Regions from separate parts of the Pan troglodytes genome. Here region 2 is linked to region 1. The links are chromatin contacts, called in public HiChIP or PLAC-seq maps. All regions are on one chromosome and are shown on one strand. The core of a region is the stretch at or near the end of the contact, and the rest is flanking DNA. Distances in the headings are between cores, read along the strand shown. Region 1 holds the start of PLEKHH1 (pleckstrin homology, MyTH4 and FERM domain containing H1). Region 2 holds the start of RDH11 (retinol dehydrogenase 11).

What was found. HiChIP or PLAC-seq counts read pairs in DNA pulled down with a chosen protein or histone mark.
Region 2: an H3K4me3 HiChIP or PLAC-seq map of stem cell-derived excitatory neurons shows a contact between it and region 1, with 2.6 times the contacts expected there. The contact joins the promoter of RDH11 here to the promoter of PLEKHH1 in region 1. A contact is called at or near these places in 1 of 7 Hi-C or Micro-C datasets (blood) and 1 of 1 datasets of contacts at active chromatin or transcription factors (stem cell-derived excitatory neurons).

The regions. Positions count from the first base shown.
Region 1 is chr15:65,508,822-65,515,011 of NHGRI_mPanTro3-v2.0_pri, forward strand. It overlaps PLEKHH1 (pleckstrin homology, MyTH4 and FERM domain containing H1), which reads left to right and starts at 2,471. Exons shown (of 30, transcript XR_008539026.2): 1 at 2,471-2,553.
Region 2 is chr15:65,673,656-65,680,212 of NHGRI_mPanTro3-v2.0_pri, forward strand. RDH11 (retinol dehydrogenase 11) reads right to left here and starts at 2,244. Exons shown (of 6, transcript XM_016926963.4): 1 at 2,085-2,244. The coding sequence starts at 2,158.

The sequences.
Region 1 (6,190 bases), core at 1,221-3,720:
AGAAAAGAAGACGAATGGCCTCCTCTCACCTCTCATGTCCCATGGCAGCTAATACAATCATCGAAGGACTAAATTGGCTCAGACCAGTTGACAAGTCCCCATCCCGGCCTCATCTTCTTTCACAAGAATGCCCTAGCATATCCTTCAACTCAGGCACATGATGGCTTTTCTTCTCATCTCTCTGTTCCATCCTCCATTCTCCTTTGTCAGGTCACTTGTAATAATAAGCTAATATCCAAAGAATGGGGCTCTAGGGGTGATGGTGGGTATTATAGTCCCAGCTACCTGGGAGGCTGAGGCAGAAGGACTGCTTGAGCCTAGGAGTTCTGGGCTGCAATGAGCTATGATTGCCACTGCATTCTAGCTTAGGCAACAGAGCAAGATCTTATCTCTTAAAAGAAAATAACAACAACAACAAAAGTTGTAACTTGCCCAAGTCACATAGCTAAAAAGTGGAAGAGACATAACTGAAACTCAAGCCTCCTAAATTCCTAATGTAGGGTTCAGTCCACCTCTACCACCCTCCCACAGACTGCCAAGGGGTCCTGCTCAGAGTTGGGCAATGGTGAGATGCACTGTATGGCCCCAAACTCATTGAAACTAACAACTGAGCCTCTTCTGCCCTCTTCAGAAGTAACCAGCTATAGGGGAGAGCATGCTTCTCCCATTCCACTCTCCATGGTGCGACTCTTTTCACTATATAACAAAGTTATATTAAATGAGTTCTGGGCCGAGGTGCGGTGGCTCATCCCTGTAATCCCAGCACTTTGGGAGGCCGAGGCAGGAGGATTTCTTGAGTCCAGGAGTTCGAGACCAGCCTGAGCTGGTCTCATAAATGAGACCCCACCTCTACTAAAAAAAAAAAAAAATTTTTTTTTTTTTTTTTTTTTGCTGGGTATAGTGGCATGTGCCTATAGTCCCAGCTGTTCATGAGGCTGAGATGGGAGGATTGCTTGAGCCCAGGAGTTCAAGTTACAGTGAGCTATGATTGTGCCACTGCAATCCAGCCTGGAGAACAGAACAAGAAGAACCTATGACCAAAAAAAAAAAAAAAAGTGAATGAATGAATTAATGTCTTCTTAGCAAAATCCAGAGAATGTGTTTTTGGGCTTCCTTACGGAACTTCTGGAATGTTGAAGTGGATAGCCTGAGCATTGTCCCACAAAATGGGGCTAATCTATCCCAATCCCCACGCTATAAAGCCGTTTGCAAGTTCAGCCATTGAAGTCCCACTGGCCCAGTTAAACTCTCACGTTTGGCCTCCTGCACTACCAGCTTTCCTTAGTGTCTGGGCTCTCAAAGCTTCTACGTGAGAATTGCCTGGGGAACTTTAGTTAAGAGATTCAGATTCAAACCCAGGGTGGGGGTGTTCTTCATGGTGCCTGGGATGAGTCTTCCAAGGACCATTTGGAGAAACAGGCGCTGACGGTATTTTGCTTCTGTTCAGTCCTTCACTGACAGAGAGCCTGCAGGGTTGAGGAAGAAGGCTCTGTTTTGAAGTGTGGATCCCTCCCTGCAATCGTCTCTATTTGCATCTTCTTTACTCCAGGCTCACCTAGCCAAATGTTGAGTTTTCCAACCCCTCTGGGTATGAGATTGCTTTGGGCGATCTGAGATCTGCAAATGTCTGAGAACGAGGAGCACAGGGGCACGCTCATGACTGCCCTGCAAACTGCCTGGCAGCCAGGGTCCTCCTGGGCCCTCCTTTAAAATAACATATACATAAGCTGGCCTGGAGGCCCAGGCGGGAAGATCACTTGAGCTCCGGAGTTCGAGTCCAGCCTGGGCAACATAGCGAGACCAGAAAATAAGCAAGTAAGTTACTCTCTGGGCTGTCGTAACTTATTTTTTCTTTTTCTTTCTCCTGCAAATTGCAACTCAGAACATTTGGTCTGCCAGACTGAAATATGGACTTCTGTTCCAAATATCCAGACGTTACAGTTCCCACAGGTGGCCAGGAGAACGCTGGAACCTTTGGCGGAGACGGTCTGGTCTTGTCCCGCAGCCCGCGAGGGTCCCCCGCTATTTGGGGCCAAGCAGATCCCCGGGGCGCTCTGGCCGCCCCTTGCGGCAGCTGGTGCGGCCTCCTCAGAGAGCTCCGGGCCGGCGCCCGGGACACCCCGCCGCCCTCCCTGCCGCCCCAGGGACGAGCCCAGCGGTGCGGAGAAGTGGGAGGCTGGAGCCTGCTGAGGTCATTTCCTGTGCCTCTCCGCGAGCTGCCTGGAGAGCTGAGCCCAGCGCTCTGCCTTTAAGGAGCGGGCGGGGAGCCGAGGGGAGGAGGGCGCCCGGCGGAGCGTTGAATGGGGCGCAGCAAGGCTCGGCCGGGCTTTGTGCAGCGAGCCCGCGGGCACCCCTCCCGCTCCAGCCTCGCCCCGCCCCGCAGCCCGCGACCCCTGCTGCCGGGGAGCGGAGAACCGGCGGCAGCCCGGGACTCCGGCGAGAGCGACGCAAGGTCGGCGGCGGCGGCGGCCCGAGGGCGCCCGTGTGCCCAGTGCGCGGCGGGGACGGCCGCGAGCTCGCTGGAGGTGAGCGACCGGCGCTCCCGCCGCTGTGGTGAGCTGGGGCTGCGCCGCGGGGGAGGGCGTCAGGCTGCGCGCGGGGGACGGCCCCTCGGGCCCGGAGGACGATCCCGAGCAGGTGCCTCCCTACCTGGAAGCGAGCTCCCAGCGGTGGGGAGCGCTGGAGCGCGGGTCCGGCTTGGGAAGCCGGGCGCCCCAGGGGACTCGCGCCTCGAGGCCAGGAGGAGCCTCCCCCGGGAGTACCTGGACTTGGGGATCGGTCAGATCCAGCCGCTCCTGGGAAGGGCCCTCGGAGCGGACGTGCAGGCTGCCACCTTGCTATCGGTGCTCGCTCCCTTTCACCCCTTCCCGCACCCCTCCCCATCTCACCTTAGGTTATTTCTTCTGTGATTTCTGAGTGTTCTCTTAGGGACCCTATGGCTCAGGCTCGACTCCTAGGAGCAGGTCATTCAAGCAGAAAAGAAAACAGGTTGGGCGCCGAATGACACAGAGCATTGTGTCCTAGGAGTCTTAGCGAGGACTCGGTCGCCAGGAACCAGGGGCCTTAGTGGGGGTGGCAGAGGCGGTGAAGAGCCTCATCTGGAAGGAAACTCCTCTCCTTGTGGGATTTCTGCTTGCCAGGATATCTCCTCCATAGCTTTTTACTATGAATCCACCTCATAAAACTCTTCCAAGACAGAGCCTTGGTTCAGGTAAAACACTTGAAAGACCATTTAAAAAATTCAGTGGGAGAATTATCACTTCCTTCATCAAACTTTTTGGACTGTCTTCTATGTGACAGACACTGTGTATAGGGCTAGTACCATCACTGAACGCTTTATAGAACATCGGTATTAGTGTTTCTGCATATTATTGGCCCCATTTTTCCAAAGGAGGAAACTGGGACTCTGAAAAGTTGTGATTTAGGCCAGTTGCAGTGGCTTATGCCTGTAATCCCAGCACTTTGGGAAGCCAAGGCAGGAGGAGAGCTTGATGCCAGGAGTTCAAGACCAGCCTGGGCAACATACGGAGACCCTGTGTCTACAAATAAATAAAAATTTAAAAATTAGCTGGGTATGGTGGTGTGGGCCTGTAGTCCCAGCTACTTGGGAGGCTGATGATCCTGTCTGTTAAAAAAAAAATTGTTGTGATATGCCCATGGTCACATAGCTAAAAAGTGGAAGAGCCATAACTGAAACCCAAGCCTCCTAAATTCCTAACGTATGGTTCAGTCCACTTCTACCACCTTCCCATAGACTGCTGAGGGGGCCTGCTCAGAGTTGGGCAATTGTGGGGTGCAGCCTGTGGCCCCAAACTCATTGAAACTAACAACTAAGCTGAAAAAATGTGGAGCCTCTTCTGCCCTCTTCAGAAGTCACCAGCTGTAGGGGAGAGCATGTTCCTCCCATTCCTGATAGAAAAAAAAATCCAAAGAAATGTCTGGCAATTTAAAGTGTACATCATTTACCCCTAAATTCCATTTTCTGGGACTTTATCCTTCAGATATACTCTGATGTATATGAAATGGTGTACATCATTGAATATTCATTGCAGCATTGTTTAGCAAAAGGTTGGAAACAATCTAGATGTCCATCAATAAGGAACCCTTCAATAAGATCATGTAAAAAGCCACACGATAGGATAAATTAAAGCTGTTACAAAGCATGCAGAGAAAATGTGGCAGATATATATTTTGATGTAGGAATATCTCTAAGTTACATTGTTGAGTACAGTGTGTATGGTGGGCCACGATTTTTGGGTGGGTGTGTGAATGCCACATACGTATGAATGCCTGTAGATGCTCTGAATATCTCTGAGAGAACACACAGAAACCTGTAACAGTGGTTGCCGCTGGGGAGAACTATGGCTGAAGTACAGGCGTGGGAAGAAGCCTTACTTTGCACTATATACCCTTTTGTTCAATGTTCTAAAATAACTTAAAAAATCATATGACCTCCTCTCCAGATCTCCAGAGTTAGATCTGGTAGTGAGCACATCTTTTTTTTTTTTTTTTTTTTTTTTGAGCCAGAGTCTCTCTCTGTCGCCCAGGCTGGAGTGCAGTGGTGCAATCTCAGCTCACTACATCATCCGCCTCCAGGGTTCAAGCAGTTCACCTGCCTTAGCCTCCCAAGTGGCTGGGATTACAGGCATGCGCCACCACACCTGGCTAATTTTTGTATTTTTAGTAGAGACAGGGTTTCACCATGTTGGCCAGTCTGGTTGAACTCCTGACCTCAGGTGAGCCGCCTGCCTCCACCTCCCAAAGTGCTGGGATTACAGGCGTGAGCCACCGTGCCCAGCCTCGTGAGCACATCTTTGGGCCACATCTTCTCTTATGTTCTAGATGCTATTGGTTTGCCTTTTGTTTGCTGATTACAACAATAACAGTCATTTATTGAGTACTTAGTGTGCACCAGGCTTTTGTAATATCTCCTTTAATTCTCAAAAAGCCCTGCATGATGTGATATATGAAATGGCCATTTTGAAGGTTGGAAAATGGTTAAATGACGGTTTCATATGGTTCAACCAAATATTATTGTCCTGATTTTCAAATATTACTGCCCTCAATTTCAGAATGGAACTGAGTCTCAAAGAAGTTAAGCAAATGGCTTAAGGCCACAGGATTATTTAGTGCCTGAGCTCGTATTCAAACCCAGGCCTGTCAGTGCCAGAGCTTGGGATCTTAGGTACTAAGCTGTTTCTCTTTGCTGTTTTTGTTCTCAAGGAATGTTGTACCTGGTTGTCCTGACCCCTTCTTTTGGTATTGAGGTTCCTGCGGCCTAGGACATGCTCACCTTCTCTGTCTCCCCGGACATTGTGTGGAATGTCATGTAGGCACCCAGCAGTGGCCAAATGGATGTTGTTAGCTTGATCAGATGACAGTGCTGAGATCAGAGGAAGTTGTCCCTGTGTACACTCACACCCTTCTCCCAGCCTCATCCCCAGAAACGGGACACAAAGCTGTTTCTCTCCCACAATTGACAGGCAGTCAGCCGAGTCTGGCAGAGCACTTTTAGAAGATGGTGGTAGCCCCTCACTAGCAAGTGGAAGTCATACAGATACTCACACTCAGGGAATGAACCATACTGAGGTAACATGAGAGAGCCCAGTGGAAACTGTGCATATAACAGAAGCCCCGTTGCCTTCCAATGCCTCCTGCATCCTCCACAAGATAGAGGCAATGAGCTATTTTGAGGCCTGTGGTGACCTCTGACCTCTTTCTTTTAGGGTCCTGTATTGATTAGCTACCTTTGCAGGGAGCTACCAGGATATTCAGGCTGTAGACTTGAGCCTCAAAAGCCACAATATCTTTATTCATCTTTATATCCCCAATGTTGCACACAGGAATCACTTAAAAGTTGTTTGAATTAAACTTAATCTTGGGGTCGAGAGTGGTGGCTCACGCCTGTAATCCCAGCACTTTGGGAGGCCAAGGCAGGTGGATCACCTGAGGTCAGGAGTTTGACCAGACTGGCCAACATGGTGAAACCCTGTCTCTACTAGAAATACAAAAATTAGCCAGTGTGGTGGCATCCGCCTGTAATCCCCGCTACTCAGGAGGCTGAGGCAGGAAAATTGTTTGAACCTGAGAGGCGGAGGTTGCAGTGAGCCAAGATTGCACCATTGTACTCCAGCCTGGGTGACAGAGCGAGACTCCATCTCAATAATAATAATAATAATAATAATAAAAT
Region 2 (6,557 bases), core at 994-3,493, 160 kb after region 1:
AGCTTGTGACTCTGGGACAAAATAAGAAAAAAAAAAAACACACCCACACGCATGCACATACACACTTAAAACAAAGAGAAGATTATGTATGTACAAAGGGGAGCTGGGATTCAAGTCTTGCTTTGTGTAATTAGAGTCCTTGTTTCTTTCTTTCTTTTTTTTTTTTTTTTTTTTTTTTGAGACAGTTTCGCTCTTGTTGCCCAGGCTGGAGTGCAATGATGTGATCTCGGCTCACTGCAACCTCCACCTCCACTGCAACCCCCATCTCCCAGGTTCAAGCGATTCTCATCCCTCACCCCCTCACCCATGCGCCACCACGCCCAGCTAATTTTTGTATTTTTAGTAGAGACAGGGTTTCACCACGCTGGCCAGGATGGTCTCGAACTCCTGACCTCAGGTGATCCGCCCACCTCAGCCTCCCAAAGTGCTGGGATTACAGGTGTGAGTCACCAAGCCCAGCCTAGAGTCCTTGTTTCTAAGTACTATACTATATTGCCTTTTCCAAATGAATGAATACACAAACACAGATTGGTGGTTCTCAGACTGGCCTATTCTCTTCTTGGCAATGTTGGGACTCTGGTTAAAACAATCTGTTGACCAGGAGATGCATTCTTAAAGAGCATTTCAGCCTTTTTCATTGAACTTGGAATTGCAAGGTACATACTCTTAGCCATTGAAGCTACCTGCATAGTGCGAAAATGCTGACAGGGAGGCAGATTAACTCATGGTCCCCACAAACCATCACCTCCCTCCTCAGAGAACAAGCCTCCAGGCTGTTTCCCACATCCCCTTACTGTAGCTCCAGGAGTGACAACTTAGTAGGACCTGGACTTAGTTCTTTCTTCTCCTTAACCAGCAGGAATGAAAGAGACAACTATAAAAGTCCAGCTCTGGCCCGATTCCCATAACCCTGCTGAGTTGGGAATACAGCTCCTGGAATATATATATATATATATATATATTTTTTTTTTTTTTTTCCCCAGAAAAATCTCTCTGGGATATGAGCACTATTTTCAGTTCTGGTTCAACTTTTCATTGGGATTCTATGTGGATAAGAGGATCTTGTAGTGAAAAAAAGATAAAAAGCAGTGTTTTCATCTGAGTGTGAGAAACCATGTGTGCCTAGAGGTGGGAGAACTGAGTGTTCAGAAGGCAGAAAAAATATAACTGGAAGAGGGGCACCAGAGAAGGAAGAGAAAATAAAAATAAAAGAAGGAAAGTAGGTGACTGTGGTAAGAAATGACTGTGATCTGGCCTGGCTTCAAGTTCTATTGGGACTAAGACTGCCCACCTGGGGAAGGAATGTGTCTGTCTATTCAGTCACTGGTCCGTCACCACTGGTGATTTACTTAGAACCAATAAGCAGGCTGCCGGTTTTACAGCCCGCTGCTGATTCACTGGGGCACTTGGCCAGCCTTGGGCTGATTGATCCATCATCACCTGGTCAATACCTTCCCACCATTCTCCCAGCCCTCACCGCCCCAGTACCCTAGCTCCTAACTCAGATCCCCCGTGCTCCTGCTCGCAAGGCAGGATAGAGCTCATAACCAAACACTCTTCCTTTTCACTTTTCTCCTTTACAACATCCGCCCACAGAACAAGCGATTGTAACAGCAACGAGAGAGCAAGGATGGGGCCGCAGATGTTACGATTGCTATCAGTTTCAGAGGGCGAAATGTGGAATCGCTCCTTTGTACCTCGAAGGCTGGTTTAAGGCGTGGGGATTAAGGGGAAAACAGCGTCGGGCCATATCCCATTGAAGGGTCCGAAACTCAAGCGTTTGAGGTAGCCTTACCCTCGGGATTCCCTGGAGCCAGAATCAGGGGGTGCTTAGACAAAAGAAAAACAGGCCAGGGAAAAGCAGTGTGCCCCGGACTGCCGCCCTTTCTCACCGCCTGGGGTCTCGGGTGTTCCTCCTGGCACCCAGGACAGCTGGACCTCGCCTCTAACCCACCGAACTCTGGGCTCCGCCATCTTGGAGCCCCCCCAGGGGAGTTTTCCAAGAAAGCTTTGGTGGGGATTCTATGTTTCCCTCCCGCCCCGCAACAAGAATTCTCAAGAGAAGGCAATACATTTGCACAGACCTGATTTGGGGCGCAGCCATATACATAAGGAAGGGCAGAAGGAGGAGCAACAGCGGGAACATGAGCTCAACCATCTCTGCCGGCTGCAGCAGCACCCGAGCGGGATGCCCCAGCGGTGCTCGCCGACTATGGCTTCTCTTTCTAGACACGCCCCAATTCAAATTGCGACAGCCCGGGGAGCAGACCTTCTGGGAAATGTAGTCCAGAGCTTGGCAGCCTCAGGCTGGCTACGTGGGAGCGCTGCCGCCAACGCTGGCAGAAGTTGAATTATACATCGCTAATCCCCAACCATCTAGGGCTTAGGGCCTGTGGGATCATTCACCCAGCTCTCAGTTATTTTTTCTGCCTTCTGAACACTCAGTTCTCCCACCTCTAGGCACACATGGTTTCTCACACTCAGATGAAAACACTGCTCTTTATCTTTTTTTCACTACAAGATCCTCTTATCCACATAGAATCTCAATGAAAAGTTGAACCAGAACTGAAAATAGTGCTCATACCCCAGAGGGATTTTTCTGGAAAAAAAAAAAGTGTACACTATAGGAATAGTACACTTATTCCTATAGTGTACTAGGCACCGCGGTGTTTGTGAAATCTCTGCAGTCCTCTATCTCCCCAGACCCAAGTCCAGTCCCTGGTTCAGTTTTCCCCAATCCTGGTTAGGCAGTTACCGCACTGTTTCTCCTGGAGATCAGATGTTGGCGTCTGGGAAATGAAAGGCGGATTAGACAGGAGAGGAGCGGTCCGGAGTCTGACAGTTGGGAAGGTGGGGGAATGTAAACCCTTCCTCCTCGAGGATTCCTTTTTCCAGTGGAGAGGAAGCAATAAGTCCTTGAAGACATTCCCAGGAGAATCACTTTATTGTGTCTATCTTGAATTATGGTGGCAACTATCATGATTTTTCTAGTGTTTGAGTGTTCATTGATAATAGAATATCGTCTTCCTGATGGCTTGGGTCACATACATTAACTCCCAGGGTAGCAATGAATATCTCAGATTGGCACAGTTGGTTTTGCCAACTCGTGAAAGTATTTAATCCTGTCTTGAATTAAGGCCATGAATATGTTCTCTGTGAATAAATAGGTTCCCTGTTCAATAGTTTCTTTCATCTGAGGCCTATTTCCTGGGGGTGAAAGTGGAGGGTGTTTTAACCAATCAATATCTGTCTGTGATTCCTTAATTGTACCCAGTAATATTTTCTGGTCCTTTTGCATAATTTCCATTTGGTTAAAAGACACGGGTTCCAATGAACTAATATATTTTATAGCAAATTGGAGAGGAGAGGGTTTCCTTCACACAATACTAATTCCTACCAATTTAACATTAGATTACCTAGCAATCATCACATTTTGTCACATTCTCATTATTGTGTTACCTAATATTTGTATTGGGTTTTATAACTTTGTAAAAGCCTTTCATTTGTTTTGTTCCTTATTCAGTCATTCACGCATTTGACAAATATTTATGGCATTCCTATAGTGTACTAGGCACTGTGCTGATGTCCAGCAGGAAGCCAGGAACACATAATCTCTGCTCGCCCGGAGTTCATGGACTGTCAGAGAAGACCTTAAATAAGTAATCACTGTAAATAAATCATGGTGAAGGTTATGAGAAGGATTAGAGAAAGCTCTGGGAGCTTTTACAAGGGAGAGGAGTTCTAGATCAGGAGAGGCTTATTTGAGGAAATAACATTTGAGCGGAGGCCAGAGGGAAATTAGTAGGCAAGCAACATAGACAAGAGTGTGCTGAGCAGAGGAAAGACCCCACCTGAGGGTTCACAGTCAGAGAAAGCAGGGTGCACTAGAGCAACAGAAAACCGTCTGGGGAGAAGGGATAGTGCCAGAAATGGCAATAATAGCCAGTGCTTAAATACTGCTTAATTATGGCCAGGCCCTGTCCCAATGCTTTATATATATATATATATTTTAACTCTTAATTTCCATAACAACTCTAAGAGGTAGGTACTATAATTTTCCCTATTTTACAGACAAGAAAACTGAGGCACCGTGTAAGCTAGCCTAGGTCAAAGAGGCAGAGATGGGATTCAAACTGAAGCAGGTGGTGTTCCATGAGAGGGCCCTATATGCAAAGTGGCCCCCAAATGCCAGAGGAGCCAAGACACCAAAGGTTGAGGCAGACAAATCCAGTTTCTTGGTAAGGGTGTTTTACTGTGGGAATTTACAGACAGAAATGTGGGCTTGGGTGGCAGATTTCTGTACATGTAAGCTCCACACTCAGAGTTTATATACTGTAGGGAAAGAGTCAAACTGCTCTGTGCAAGACAATTAAAGGTAGCCCTCCAGAACAGGCAAGAATGCTACATGTGTAATAGATAATAATTTGTGCAATAACATCAAGGTTGACATGTTCTTACACTAGGGACAGTAAATAAAGTAGGAATCAGGAGATATTCACAGGACTGGGGCTAATCAACATTGCAGTTAACATTGAAGTCAGCATTGCAGATTAGCATCCCAGATGCAGTCACTTTTGTCCACCAAGTTGTATGCAGGGTCTATTGTGCCCTTAACTATTGAGCTATATTGCCAAAAGATGAAGCTGGAAATTTCTCCCCATACTTGTGTGTATTTGCATATCCATATAAAATTTGCATATAATTTCAGGTGGTTTATAGACACATTGGAGCCATAATGGAATCTAGATTAAAAACAACTGATTATCTCTACTAAAAAATTAGCTAGGCATGGTGGTACACATCTGTAGTCCCAGCTCTTTGGGAGGCTGAGGTGGGAGGATTGTTTGAGTCAGGAGTTGGAGGCTGCAGTGAGCTAGAATTGTGCCACTGCACTCCACCCTGGGTGGCAGAGCAAAAACCTATCTAAAAGCAGAGGGAAGCCTTGAGGAACCCTAACATTGTGAAATGGGTAGAGGGAGGGGAGCCCAAAAATTGACTGAGAAACGGCCAGAGAGGTTGGAGATGTATCAGACAGGGTTCAATCAGAAGTGAGAAACTACACAACAATTTGAACAGGGAAAGTTTAACATAAAAAAATTATTAACTATAATGGGATTGGAATAATGAGGGACTGGATAGTATAGGAGCTGTTATACTTCTCCTGAAAAGAAAAATAAATGTTTTACGCTCTGAGGAGGATTTGGTCTCTGTTGCAGCTACTCGACTCTGCTGTTGTAAATGTGAAAGCAGCCATAGATAATATTTGAACAAATGTGTTCAAATGTTACTGTGTTTACTGTTCAGATGTTACTGTGTTCCAATGAAACTTTATTTACAAAAACAAACAGTGGGCTGCATTTGGCCTGTGGGTCATGGTTTGCCAACCTGTGTGCTAGTAAGAAGAAAAGAGAACTCTAAAGAAGATAAAAGGGCCGGGCATGTTGGCTCATGCCTGTAATCCCAGCACTTTGGGAGGCCGAAATGGATGGATCACCTAAGGTCAGGAGTTTGAGACCAGCCTGCCCAACATGATGAAACCCCATCTCTACTAAAAATACAAAAAAATTAGCTGGGCATGGTGGCAGGCACCTGTAATCCCAGCTACTTAGGAGGCTGAGGCAGGAGAATCGCTTGAACCCGGGAGGCGGAGGTTTCAATGAGCCAAGATCGCGCCATTGCACTACAGCCTGGGCGACAAGATCGAGACTCTATCTCAGAAAAAAAAAAAAAAAGATAAAAGGCTGGATGTGGTGGCTCATCCCTGTAATCCCAACACTGGAAGGCCAAGGCGGGAGGATCACTTGAGCCCAGAAGTTCGAGACCAGCCTGGGAAACCTAATGAGTCCGTCTCAACCAAAAATTTAAAAAATAAATGAATAAATAAACAAAAAATAAATAAATAAAATAGGCAGTGTACTGGTGTGTGCCTTTGGTCCCAGCTACTCCGTAGGTTCAGGTGGGAGGATTTCTTGAGCCCGACAGGTTGAGGCTGCAGTGAGCTGTGATTGTGCCACTGCACTCCAACCTGGAAGACAGAGCAAGACCCTATCTCAAAAAAAAAAAAAAAAAAAGAAAGAAAGAAACAGAGAGAGAGAAAGAAAGAAAGTTATGTAGATGTAAAAAATCTTCACCTTTTTAAAGCTTTTTTTTTTAAAGTGATCAAAACACAGTAAGTCACAGGAATTACCTTGATAAAACATTAAGAAAAATTTTAGGATAGTTACTAAAAAGTAAAGAAAAACCTTTTGTAATATGATTGTTTTTCTTTATTGGATCTCTATTTAGATAACCTGGAAGACAAACTCAATGAAAAGAATACTTGGATTTAGGCTGGGCACGGTGGCTCACGCCTGTAATCCCAGCACTTTGGGAGGCCGAGGTGGGCGGATCATGAGGTCAAGACATCGAGACCATCCTGGCCAACATGGTGAAACCCCGTCTCTACTAAAAATACAAAAATCAGCTGGGCGTGGTGGTGCGCACCTGTAGTCCCAGCTCCTTGGGAGATGGAGGCAGGAGAATCGCTTGAACCTGGGAGGCGGAGGTTGCAGTGAGCT